3 separate regions of the Mus musculus genome follow, and regions 1 and 3 are each linked to region 2. Evidence: chromatin contacts called from public promoter capture Hi-C data. All regions are on one chromosome and are shown on one strand. The core of a region is the stretch at or near the end of the contact, and the rest is flanking DNA. Distances in the headings are between cores, read along the strand shown.

What was found. Promoter capture Hi-C pulls out the DNA fragments that hold promoters and counts their contacts.
Region 1: a contact with region 2 is called in a promoter capture Hi-C map of maxillary cranial neural crest. The contact joins the promoter of Rpl6 here to the promoter of Gcn1 in region 2. A contact is called at or near these places in 4 of 39 promoter capture datasets (the HPC-7 cell line, cranial neural crest, maxillary cranial neural crest and 1 more).
Region 3: a contact with region 2 is called in a promoter capture Hi-C map of cranial neural crest. The contact joins the promoter of Naa25 here to the promoter of Gcn1 in region 2. A contact is called at or near these places in 2 of 39 promoter capture datasets (cranial neural crest and frontonasal cranial neural crest) and 1 of 484 Hi-C or Micro-C datasets (B cells).

Annotation. Positions count from the first base shown.
Region 1 is chr5:121,203,121-121,207,333 of GRCm38.p6, forward strand. It overlaps Rpl6 (ribosomal protein L6), which reads left to right and starts at 1,381. Exons shown (of 7, transcript NM_011290.5): 1 at 1,381-1,432; 2 at 2,286-2,543; 3 at 2,634-2,735; 4 at 3,547-3,690; 5 at 4,027-4,075. The coding sequence starts at 2,286. LOC115490270 (a small nucleolar RNA gene) reads left to right here and starts at 1,890; the gene lies at 1,890-2,023.
Region 2 is chr5:115,562,487-115,566,833 of GRCm38.p6, forward strand. Gcn1 (GCN1 activator of EIF2AK4) reads left to right here and starts at 2,777. Exons shown (of 58, transcript NM_172719.2): 1 at 2,777-2,820. The coding sequence starts at 2,803. It overlaps Rplp0 (ribosomal protein, large, P0), which reads left to right. Exons shown (of 7, transcript NM_007475.5): 6 at 1-80; 7 at 797-1,243. The coding sequence ends at 958.
Region 3 is chr5:121,396,696-121,400,577 of GRCm38.p6, forward strand. It overlaps Naa25 (N(alpha)-acetyltransferase 25, NatB auxiliary subunit), which reads left to right and starts at 1,300. Exons shown (of 24, transcript NM_172722.4): 1 at 1,300-1,367. The coding sequence starts at 1,310.

The DNA of each region.
Region 1 (4,213 bases), core at 131-2,630, 5.6 Mb after region 2:
CTATGGGGGACTTTTGGTATAGCATTGCAAATGTAAATGAGCGAAATACCTAATAAAAAATGGAAAAAAAAAAAAAAGAAAAAAAAAAAGAAGATAAAAAAAAAAAAAAGAAAGTCAAGAGAAAAGCTCCTACCACTAGCAACAGGCAACAGACAAGTAGAAGACAATAGAAATCATGTGTATACGTCGTTCTAAGCACTATGAGGTAGAGGATAATTGTTATATGCGGGGCCTGTGATGACCTAAGTCCTCTTAAGATGACTGATCTCTAGGCCTCATGTGGTAGAGAGAGCCGGCGTCCCCAAGTTGTCCACTGACTTCCATCTGTATGCTGGGGCATGCATCCACTCCCCACTCCCACATGCTCACATAAGCATACACATAAAATAAAATGTAATAAAAAGTAAGGCACTGTCAGGTATACAGTGTCATTTTTCAAAGGATAGTAGCTTATTTAAAAATGTAATGAACAAAAAAGTTTTATTTTAAATCTTATTTATTTTTTCCTATTTAATTTGTTTATTTTGTTTTGGGGGCAGGGTTTGCTTGCATAGCCTTGGCTCTCCTAGAACTAGCTTTGTAGTTCAGGCTGGCCTCAAACTCACAGAGATCTACCAGCCTCTGCCTTCCTAGTGCTGGGATTGAAGGGGTGTGCCACCACTGTCAGACTTTTTTTTTTTAAAGATTTATTTATTTATTTATTATTTATGTATTTGGTTTTCAAAACAGGGTTTCTCTGCATAGCCCTGGCAAGATTTATTTATCTTATGTATATGAGTACACTACACTGTAGCTGTCTTCAGACACACCAGAAGAGGGTATGGGATCCCATTACAGATGGTTATGAGCCATCATGTGGTTGCTGGAAATTGAACTCAAAAAACTCTGGAAGAGCAGCCAGTTCTCTTAACCACTGGGCCATCACTCCAACCCTAACCTTTAGTTTTTAGAAGATAACTCTGGCCAGGCGTGGTGCAACACGCCTTTAATCCCAACACTTGGGCGGCAAAGGCAGGTGGATTTCTGAGTTCGAGGCCAGCCTGGTCTACAGCATGAGTTCCAGGACAGGCAGGGCTACACAGAGAAACCCTGTCTCGAAAAACCAAAAAAAAAAAAAAAAGAAGAAGAAGGAGGAGGAGGAGAAGAAGAAAACTCTGTAAAGTCCTTTCTTCCACCACATGAGTCGCAAGGCTCAAAGTCTGTTCATCATTTTAGGAGAAAGCGCTTTTACTTGCTCAGCCATCTCAGCTGCCCTTACCTATTAGGGTGGGGGTGGGGCCTGGGGGGACGTTCCCTAGGTGCATTGCCACGGAGTAAAGAAAAACTACATTTCCCATGATGCCCCATACAGGAAGGAAGTGATCTTGGTCACCTCCCGTCATTGCTTATAGACCGGAAGCCGCTGCCTTAGTTCTCTTTCCCGTCTTGCAAGGTAGGAATGGCGGGCGTCTGTGTGGCAGCGGCTTTCGGGACCCCAATCCTCGTCCATCCGAAATTGGGGGACATCCGGGGATCACTACCCAGGGCCGCCTATGGTCGGGATCATTCGCCAGATCTCTCGGGAGCTTCATTTCTGTCAGCGTGGGTTGGCGGGGGGCTAAGAACGAGCGTAGCGCCCGAGATGGTCGCTGGGCCCTGCCGGCTGCCGTAACCTGGGGAGGGTTGGAGGGCCTGTGTTGCGACTTGCGACCCTGCAGTGGGGGTTCCAGAACCTTCTGTTGAGCCTGTCTTGGCCACGTTGGGCTTCGCGACTGAAGGTGGGGAACCGCGTCCCCGGAAGACGACCGGAGAGCACCGCTGTCGGCTACTTTGCGGAGCTGGGGCCATCGTGGTGGCTTCGGGACCTAGGGCGACACCAGAGGGGGAGGTCTCGGGTGTTCCGTGCTGGTGCATGGGTTTGGATTTATGGCAGGCCCGTTCCCCTGGGTCTGTCATAGTGTCCCGTGCTAGAGCAACCCGTGGCCCCGAACCATTGCCTGGCCTCTGCCTGTAGGCTGCTGGCACTGAAGTGGGTCGCACAGAAGAGCCTCGAGATTCTGGGCTTCCTTGCCTGTGTAGACACTAGCAAAGATTGTCTTTGGTTTTCTGATTCACAAAAATGGAAGAATAAGATAAGGAACCACAAAAAAGTTTTTTAGCAAAAAAAAAAAAACAAAAAAACTAATAGTGCTAGATACTTAACCCTGTGTTTGGAAGGAAGAGGCATTGCAAGCATCAGAGGATGGTTTTCATACTAGCTTGTTGACAAATGGTTGATGAAATGCCTTTATTGTTTATATCCCTAGATGGCGGGTGAAAAAGCGCCTGATACAAAGGAGAAGAAACCTGCGGCCAAGAAGGCTGGCAGTGATGCTGCTGCCTCCCGGCCCCGGGCCGCCAAAGTAGCCAAAAAGGTTCACCCTAAGGGTAAAAAGCCCAAGAAGGCGAAGCCCCATTGCAGCCGAAACCCTGTCCTGGTGAGAGGAATTGGCAGGTACTCCCGATCTGCTATGTACTCCAGGAAGGCCTTGTACAAAAGGAAATACTCGGCTGCCAAGACCAAGGTAGGAGAGGGAACGGATGGCCCACTATGATGCCTTATTCCTGCGTTTGAGGTCTGGCAGGATCCTGGATTGATGGGTTTGTCTTTGTAGGTTGAGAAGAAGAAGAAAAAAGAGAAGGTCCTTGCTACTGTCACCAAAACAGTTGGTGGGGACAAGAACGGTGGCACCCGGGTGGTGAAGCTTCGAAAAATGGTGAGATCTAGTTTGGGTTGCTTTCCTTGGGGTTAGGGTTGAGGCTTGTCTGAAAGAGGCTATGTCAGTCAAGTCTAGTTGGGATAAGCTCTCAGGCTGGGGGTGTAGCTCATAGTGGGACCAGCACACTGGGGTTCTGGCTACTCCATTGCTGGCAAGTGGAAGGTGGGTATTTATCAAACTTGTGGTATTGATGTCTAGTTTTCCCTCTTGAAGAAAGTGGGTGTGTGCCTTCTGCCAAGGTAGAAGAGGTATGATGCGCTTTGTACCTTTGCCTCGGGTAGCCTGGTCTGATCTGAAACTCCCTTCTGAGCCACCTTCCCCATATTTGGCTGTGACCTTAACTCCTAAGAAGTGTGTTAGAGTTCCAAGCCCCAAGGAAAGCTTGGGAATGAGTGGAGAGATGCCTCGGGGTAAGGGGACAGTGCTGTTCCCAGCCTCTGCTACAGGCTCTTCCCAGCCACCTGGAACTCCCACTCCCAAGGATAACTCAGTGGCACATGTACTCATGGGCATACCCAGGGACACATGCAAACCGCATTCCTTTAATCCCAGCCCTCGAGGGGCAAAGGCAGGCTGATCTCAATGTTCTAAGCCACCCAGGGCTACAGAGAAACCCTGTCTCAGAAAAGCAAAACAAGCCAAACACTTTTTAAAAAGGTTAGAGTGTCTGTCTCCAGTGTGCCAGAGGTTCCTTTCTGTGTTGTCAGTGGGGCTTGACTCTTGGGGTTTTCAAGGCTGTGTCTCTGAATGCAGCTCTGGTGGGCTGAGCAGATTGCTCAATGGTGTGTGGTGCCGGTGCTCTCTCCAGCCTAGGTATTATCCCACCGAAGATGTTCCTCGGAAGCTGCTGAGCCACGGCAAGAAGCCCTTCAGCCAGCACGTGAGAAGGCTACGCTCCAGCATCACTCCCGGAACTGTCCTGATCATCCTCACTGGGCGCCACAGGGGCAAGGTGAGGAGTGTCCCCAGGGCCTGGCATGGGGGAGCAGCAGATCCTGGTCCTCGCATGCCTGGTGCATCCTGCTTTTTGATGTACCATAAATATTTTCTTGTTCTCTGTAACAAGTTTAACCCCTTAGTAAATGCTGTGTTTTGGTGTGGTTACGAATGCCATAGAGTCTGTTTCTGTCCCACCAGTGCTAGGACAAAAGGCGTGTATCACCTCACCTTTCCTTTTGACAAGGTCTCATGTAGCCCAGTCTAGACTTGAAGTGCCAGATGTATTCATACTTGTACTTTGGTTAATTCTGGGTGAGGTTTAATTGTCATTTCTCTGTTTGACTTCCAGAGAGTGGTTTTCCTGAAGCAGCTGGACAGTGGCTTGCTGCTTGTGACTGGTAAGAAAATCCTTGGTCTTTTATGTTTTGACAGGATGTCACAGCCCAAGATAACCTTGGACTCTTTTCCCTTCTCAGATACTATTACTAATGCTACATGATAAATGGTAGTTAGATTAATGTACAGTGACGTTCCCA
Region 2 (4,347 bases), core at 1,527-4,026:
CACACTCCATCATCAATGGGTACAAGCGCGTCCTGGCATTGTCTGTGGAGACTGAGTACACCTTCCCACTTACTGAAAAGGTAAGGCTGTCCTTTCAGGACCACAGAGGCCTGACGGGTTGGCAAGTGGCAGTCTGCTGAGTTAGTGTATTCATGCTATGTCACACAGTAGGTACCTTGTGAGACAAGACAGGGTTTCATGTAGCCAAAGCTGGTCTTTTTTTTTTTTTAAGTTTTATTATTTATATGAGTACACTGTTGCTGTCTTCAGACACTCCAGAAAGGAGTATCAAATCCCATTACTGGAGGTTGGGAGCTTAGATTTTCAGAATTCCCAGTCACTGCTTTTAACCACTGAGCCATCTCTCCAGCCCCAAAGCTGATCTTAAGCTGTAGTTGGGTGACCTTGAATCCAGGTTGGGGCTTGTTACTAGTACCAGTGCTTCCCCACTAAGCCAGCACCTTACCAACTAAGCTGTTAAACCAAGCTCCATGTCCTGTTTGGTATTGGGTGAAAACTGGGTGGCCTTTCATTCAGGCTAGAGTCTGCCCTGAGCTAGTCAGATCCTTTGTTAATAAAAGTGGGGGGAAATGCATATTAGTGGAGGCATGCATGCTCTCATTTTAAAAGACTAGACCCCTAGAGCTGGGCCCAAGTGTCCAGCCAGCAGGCTATGCTCAGAAAGAACCCCTGGTGGGTAATCTCACTGGAAAGCTGCCACAGGACAGTCAGTTCTTAGCAGGAAGAGTGTAGGTGGTAGAACTATGATCATGCTGACTGCCTTTTCTCCCTCAAGGTCAAGGCCTTCCTGGCTGATCCATCTGCATTTGCGGCTGCTGCCCCTGCAGCTGCTGCCACCACTGCTGCCCCTGCGGCTGCTGCAGCCCCTGCCAAAGCTGAAGCAAAGGAAGAGTCGGAGGAATCAGATGAGGATATGGGATTCGGTCTCTTCGACTAATCCCGCCAAAGCAACCAAGTCAGCCTGCTTAATTTGAGAAAGATGGAAATAAAGGCTTACTTCTCTTAAAACTCCGGTCTGGATTTATTTAGTTTGTTCACTTAAGCAGGATGAAAAAGCAAAACCGCTACTGTTTACTTTGTGTTGGCATCTTTGTTTCTAAAATTAAAGCTCCTAGTGTTTTTGTGGGCTTTGTTTGTTTTTTGAGACAGTCTCTTGACTTGGTGCCATAGCTAGTCTGGGACAAAGATTTTCCAGGTGTGAATTAAAGGTGTATGTCATCAAGCCCCAAGCCTGGCCTTTATATTCCTATGGTAGTCCATGTTGGATATATATCATATGTATACATAATATATATGTATACTAAGCTCAATGGTTAAGAGACCTATGAGCCATACCAAATCTATATGGTTTGGTATCTGGGTCTGCTTTCTGTATATCACTGGATGTCCAAGCCATTGTTCATAGGTAGCCTTACTGCTCCAAGGCAGAGTGATGCAGGTCCAGAGCCCTGTTGCTTAAGGCTGAGGCAGGGGTAGAAGGCTGGGTTTGAGCTAGGCGTGGTTTAAGGACTGAAGTCTGAGAGGGCCTGAGATGGTGATACTGAGCTATGGCAAGGAGTATCCAGGTGAGTGGTGATTGAACTCGGGCCTGATTGTGCCTTTTGAGATGAGGATTGGTGTAGAAGTTGATCTGCCTCAGCCTTCTGCCTGCAGTAATTGAGTCACTGCTGTGTGTTTAGTAATGAAGTTATACTTGTGTTTGTGTAGTTTAGATGTGTAGTTGAGTTTCCACGTGCTGGCTAAAGTTTTTTCTTGGTAGATTAAGTCTTGAATACAGGGGCAGTTAATAACTAGCCACTAAGGTGTGCATGTAGGGTTGCTTTGATGTACTAATCGGGGGTGCAAACTAGAATAACTTGCTATGTAAAAAGCTGCTGCAAGAGCTAAAATACTGCCTGTGCATCACAGGTAACTAGACAAAAAGTTACCCTAGAATTGCAACCTCTAACCCGATAGTAGTTTGATGTTGGTTCATATAGGCATTCAGTAAGTGTTAAGTCTGAAAAGCTGAGGATTTAAAAAATGGGCTCTAACAAGTAGGTGAATACTGTATCAAATGCAATGCCCTATTGCTATCATTAACCTTGTGACGTCACTATACATCTATGTGTGTGTATATATATATTTTTTTTTCTTCTCCCTCCCTCACCCCCCAGGGTTTCTCTGTGTAGCCCTGGCTGTCCTGGAACTCACTTTAGACCAGGCTGGCCTTAAATCCGCCTACCTCTGCCTTCCGAGTGCTGGGATTAAAGGCGTGCGACACCACGCCCGGCCCCCCATCTGTATAGTTGCCACTGCTGAGGGCCAAGAAGCCTGGAGACCGCATTCTCCAAGCACACTCTTGAGTTATAGTAAAAATTCAATAATTGTCCTAAGACATCGAACTCTTCCTCAACCCTGTCCCTAGCTGTCTGCAGTTGAGGCTCCCAGCAGGTCACGCAATTCCCGGGTCATCCCTGCATCCCTCCCGCGTACCTCACCATCACCTGTTCTAACCTCCAAGCCTCTTGGGCCTGAGACTAGTCTTTGGGTTCATTCCTGGGGCCTAGGAAACAGCACGATGGGGGGTGTCGGTGCTGGACCCGGGATCCCCCCAAGGATGCCAGAGCTGCAGGGCGCTGTCCGGGGGAGGCCGAATCGAGGAGATCCCGCGCCCAGGGGCTGCAGAGCACGACCTGCGGCCGCCCTCCCGCCCGGGGGCGCCAGGCCTCGCCTTGCCGCGTGGGCCCTGCTGTGACCCGGAAGCGCTCCGGAAGCGGTTCCGGACTGGGCGCCGGCAGGATGGCGGCGGACACGCAGGTGAGGCGGGCGGCTGCGGCGGCCAACGCGGCGGGCGGCGGGGACCGGACCCGGAGCGCGGGCAGTGGGGCGGCGGGATTGCCCGGGCGGAGGCTGCGGCGCCCACGGCCGCGGAGGGCGCAGACGGAAGCGGCGGCGCGGGGGAAGGGGGCGGCGGCTGCTCGCGGCTCGAGGCTCCGGCCGGCCTGGGCGAGCAGAGCGACCCTGGACTCGAGCATCTTGCCATCCGCTTGGCTTCGGGGTAGCGGGTGCCGTGCTGGGGCTGTGCGGGTCCCGGCGGTGGCAGAGCTTACACTCGGCGTCGGCTACGGTTCTCCGGAGCCCGCGGGGCGATGCAGAGGCCCCCCGACTCTGTGCCCACACTCGGAGCGTAGCCTTTTTATGTCCATACGGGTTCGGAGTTGAGCCTCCGCTCGTTGGTTTCGTCAAGGCGTTGGATCAATGACATCACCCCTCAGGGTCTCGGTCCTTTTAACATTTGGTGGTGGTGATAATACCGATATCCTATGTTATTTTATGGGAAGATGTATTGAGACAAAATAGTAGGGTCCCATGTGGGTTTGCTGGGTGTTAACTGGGTCCTGGGTGAGATCTCAAAATGTCTTCACCTGCGAAGAGTCGTGACACCGTTGTGCGTTCACACCTGTGGGTACCTTGCAGTTCAGGGAGGCGTTGAGGCTACCCCCTTCTCCATCTCAGCCTCTTTTGTAGCCTCGTGGAAGGATGAAATAATAAATAAGAAACATAATTTTTTTTTCTCTCCATGTCTCCATCCCACCCTCCCTTTTCAAAAATGTAGATCAAGGCCAGGTAGTGGTGGCGCGGTGGTGGCACGTCTCTAATCCCAGCACTTGGAAGGCAGAGGCAGGTGGATCTCTGAGTGCCAGTCCAGCCTGGTCTACAGAGGGAGTTCCAGGCAGACATGGGTACACACACACACACAAAACCCCTGTCTTGAGAAACAAACAAATTAAAAATATATATATATAGTGAGTTGGCTTTGAACTTGTAGCCATCTTGCCTGTGGCTTCTTAATGGGTGGGTGGGGGGCTTACCCTGCCTGGCAGGAACGTATTTAAAAAACAGTTTGAGTCTCTGGGGTGAGATTAATTGATTTTTATGTTTGATCCTCAAGGCCCGCCAAAGAGGAGCCATTTAACCTGATCATTAAAAAGATGCTTTGCAAGGGTCTTCAGTAAAAGGGTTTGGTAATTTGTTTAGACAGAGCTGCGTCTTAGTGAATCCTAAGAAGGGAAGTTACTTAATGTTTCTGAATATTTAAGAATCTTCTCCCTAGAGTTGTGTTATTTAGTAGTAGGTTACCTAACTGTGCTATCAAAAGAGCCGTAAAGCTTACTTAAGTTCGTCAGAATTAAATGAAATTTAAAAATTCGGTTCTCCACCTGTGCTTCAAGTGATTTGTCCTTCATGTCTTCAGAGCAGCCACATCAGGTTTGTCATTTCAGAAAATCCTCTCTTGGGCAGTGGTGTCTGCAGAGATATCGGTGGACTTGGGAGGTGTGAGAG
Region 3 (3,882 bases), core at 50-2,549, 5.8 Mb after region 2:
CTGTAACTTTGCTCATGTTACCAATTGTAAACATCTGAAATAGAATGAATGAGGGTCACGAACCACAGGTTGAGAACCACTGTGGTAGACAGAGAGACCCTCCACACTTTGGGTATTGGAGTGCCCACACACATATATACAGAAACACACATGAAATAACCAATGGTAAGCTTTTAAAACTTGTAAGGGACACATTCAAACAGTTATACATCTGTACAGGGTACTATGTATTGCCCCATACTTGTATACATTGTGTAATGTTTAAATCCCTAAGCTAAATCAGCTCAAACATGTACCATTTCTTCTCCCTCTCTTTTGAGACAGGGTCTTCCTATGTAGCTAGCCCAGTCTGGCCCTTACTAGCCTCTTGTCTTAGCCCCTTCAGTGCGGTAGTTACGGATATACACCTTACATACCGCTAAAGCTACAAGATTCACTGGTCTGTGAAAGTGTTACAAACGCCAAATCCAGTTACATGCAGCTGGAGAAGAGGAGCCATGAACTGAGGGAAAAATTGTTGGGGCAAGGAGGAATGCCAGCCAAATAGGGCAAGCAACCACTTGGTGGGAGAACCTTTTTATTTTTATTTCTATCCATTTCTTTATAGGGACAGGGTCTCTACATAGCCTTGGCTGTCCTGGAACTCATTATGTAGACCAGGCTAACCTCGAACTCAAGGAGATCCGCCTGCCTCTGCCTCCCGAGTGCTGGGGATACCTTTAGCTCCTTGTCATTATCGCCGCCCAAATAGCACTCATAACTCTGGGCCGTGCGAATTGTAAATCTGTACAAAGAAAGCTCATTATACCGTCTAGTGCCGTGGGAATGTTAAAAGCAACCTACTTAAAGAGCTTGCACTAGTGTCTAGCCACGCACAGCACTGAGTTCAGGGAACGGGTGGAGGAGGGCTCGCAGGCTTTTTCTACAGTTTCACTGTTGGGCAAGCACGCTCCCAGGGCTCCCACTCAACAAGTTCCAGGTTGCTTCACCATCAAGGGCCAAAACCAACTGGTTCTTCTAGCTGTTACAGTCAGTGAGATTAAACCGCACTCTCTCTCCACGCCTTCAACCACAACAACCGCCCCTGGGGTCCCGATGACTCCGCAGGCAAAAAAAAAAAAAAAAAAAAAAAAAATCAAACCACAGCGCCAATTAAAGGAGAGGCGAGCCACCCTTTCTACGCAGGCGCACTCCGCCGTACCTCCCCTCCACTATCGCGATAGGTCGGCGAGCTCGACGCTGGCCCTTTAACGGCCCCTTCCCGGGGGCCTGCTCAGCGCTTGCGCACTGAGGTTCTGCGCTTGTCATCATGGCGACGCGGGGCCATGTGCAGGACCCTAACGACCGGCGCCTCCGGCCCATTTACGGTGAGTACCCCGGAGTCGGTCTGTTAGCCACCGCGGCGAGACAAAGCGTGCCCCGGTTCGGGCGAAGGCCAGGGAGGGTCGCTGGGGTCGCGCGCGGGGTGGGGCGGCGAGGGGGCGGACCGCGCGGGGCGCTAGGCCGCAGCCTCGCCCTCGCTTAGGCGCGGACCCCGGCGTCGCTGGACCCGGAGGCGACAAGACAACGGTGGGTGCGCGCCGCTGTCAACTCTGTGCGGATCGCGCCGCCGCTTGGAGACCAGCGCTCCCGGCAGGTTGTTTTATTCCAGCCGCTCCCGAGGAACCCCCGCGCGGTCTTTTCTTGCAGGTGACAAGCGGCTCAGGCGCGACGGTGGGAGCGCTCGCCTCCGGAAGGGAGATACCCCAGTGATGATTGCTCTGGGTACCAGGATGAGGATCCGGGGAGGGCTGTCTTACAGAATGTAGTCTAAGTGCACGTGGGGAAACTGAGACCCGGAGAAGGGAAGGGGCTGATGCAAGGTCACTGAGACCCGAGTCCCATCCTGATGCAGGAACAGCTGTTCTGGGCACACGTGGGAGGCGGGGGGGAGGGGGTCGCGGGCCCCGAATAGCGGGCAAGAGATGGCAGGAGCTGGTGTTGCCGGAGCGGCCGGCCAGGCTGCTGGAATGGAAGGTTTTTTGTTTTTTTTAACCTTTCAGCACCGTGTCTGAGGTTTATTCTCTGCCTCTTGACTTCCTCGTGCTTTTGCTTGCGTTGAACCCTCCTCACGGCGCGCATCCCAAACCCCGCAGGCTTTCAAGATGTGTCTTTATCGTCATCTTCCCACCGTAATAGAATAAAAAGAATCACCAAACTGAGTCAGAGAGAAAACACTTTGCAGTGACTGAGATGTTCTGTTATTGGAAGCGGTGCCTTATTTATTTATTTATTTATTTTATTTAATTTTGCCATGTCTCGCTCGCCTCGTTGATGGTTGTATGGTCTTGTCTCAGGTAATGATGAGGAAGGAAGCTTTATCAAGGTCAGTGCTTTTTTTTTTTTTTTTTTTTTGGCTACAGCAGACCTCACGTTTTCAGTGTGGCTATGGGTTTTGGGCTCTTTCGTTTTTAGGGGTTTTCCTCTCCCCTTGGCAGAATGGGTGCTTGTGTCTCTAGCAAATTGGTACATATGTGGGTTCTTGCTTGCCAGTTTGATGTCTGTGCACCACGTGCATTCCTGGTGCTTGAAGAGGGGCATCAGGATGTCCTGGATCTGTAGTTACAGACTGTTGTAAGCCAGGGTGTAGGTGCTGGGTCTGGAACAAGACCTCTCTATGTAGCCCTCGACTGCGTGGAACTCATAGAAATCACCAGCTTTCTGCCTTCCGAGTGCTGGGATTAAAGGTGCCACCAAACCCAGCTGCTCATTCCTTCCTTTTTTTTGAGACAGGGTTTCTCTGTGTAGCCCTGGCTGTCCTGGAACTCACCTTGTAGACCAGGCTGGCCTCGCTGGCCTCGAACTCAGACATCTGCCCGCCTCTGCTTCCCAAGTGCTGGGATTAAAGGCAGGCACTACCACTGCCCAGTACTCTTTTCTTTTTTTAAGTAACAGGTCTTGAACTCCTTAGGTGGACCAGCTGGACTCAAGCTTTCAGCTCCCCTGCCTGTGGCTCCCAACTGTTGGGATTACAGTCACGTGGCCCTATGCCCAGCAATCATACTTTCATATATGTGTGTGATGAAATTCTTTTTTTATTCCATTTGATGAAGAAATGTTTTTTGGGCGTGTGTGTGTGGTGGAGTGTGGTCACATGAATGACACTGTGAGCCTGTGGAGTTCAGAGGACACCATGCTAGAGGGAGTTGGTTCTTCCCTATCATAAAGGTCCTGGGCTATCGTAAACGTTATCAGGAATGGTGGTAAGTACCCTCACCTGATGAGCCATCTCTACAGCCCTTGGTGCTCTGTTGTGTGATGGCTTACCTTCCCATCACTTGTTTCTAGCAGTAATGGCCCTGTGGGTAATCATAATGAGTTTAGAAAACTTAATCCAGTCTGTGCCCTTGAGCTTTCAACACACACACACACACACACACACACACACACTCCCCGTAGACAGCTGGAGCAGGAATCCTATTGCTCTTATGTGATTTATCTAGCTCAGATACATCCTGGACTTGGGATTTGAACTCCAGGCTCGGTGTCTTAACCACTGTGTTAGAAGTTGCGTCATGTTGATTCTTCTAAGATTGCAGGGGTGGGGCCTATCGGGAAGAGGACTCAGATTTCCCCATGGCTGCACATCCTGCCTTTGCAGTCCCCGTGTGGACCAGGCTTGTCTCTGACTTTCCACTGTCCTGCTTCTGGGTAATAGAAAGTAAAACCTAAGTTAAGGGTTCATGGTTTGTGAATCACATCCTTACACAGACAAGGAATGTTGACTTCTCCTTTTTCTGAAAAGTCTTTTATAAAAAGACTAAACCCTTTTTTTTAAAGAATAATTAGATTTATAACATTGTTCTTGAAGACCAAGGGGAACGTTATTGGTCTTATATTCAG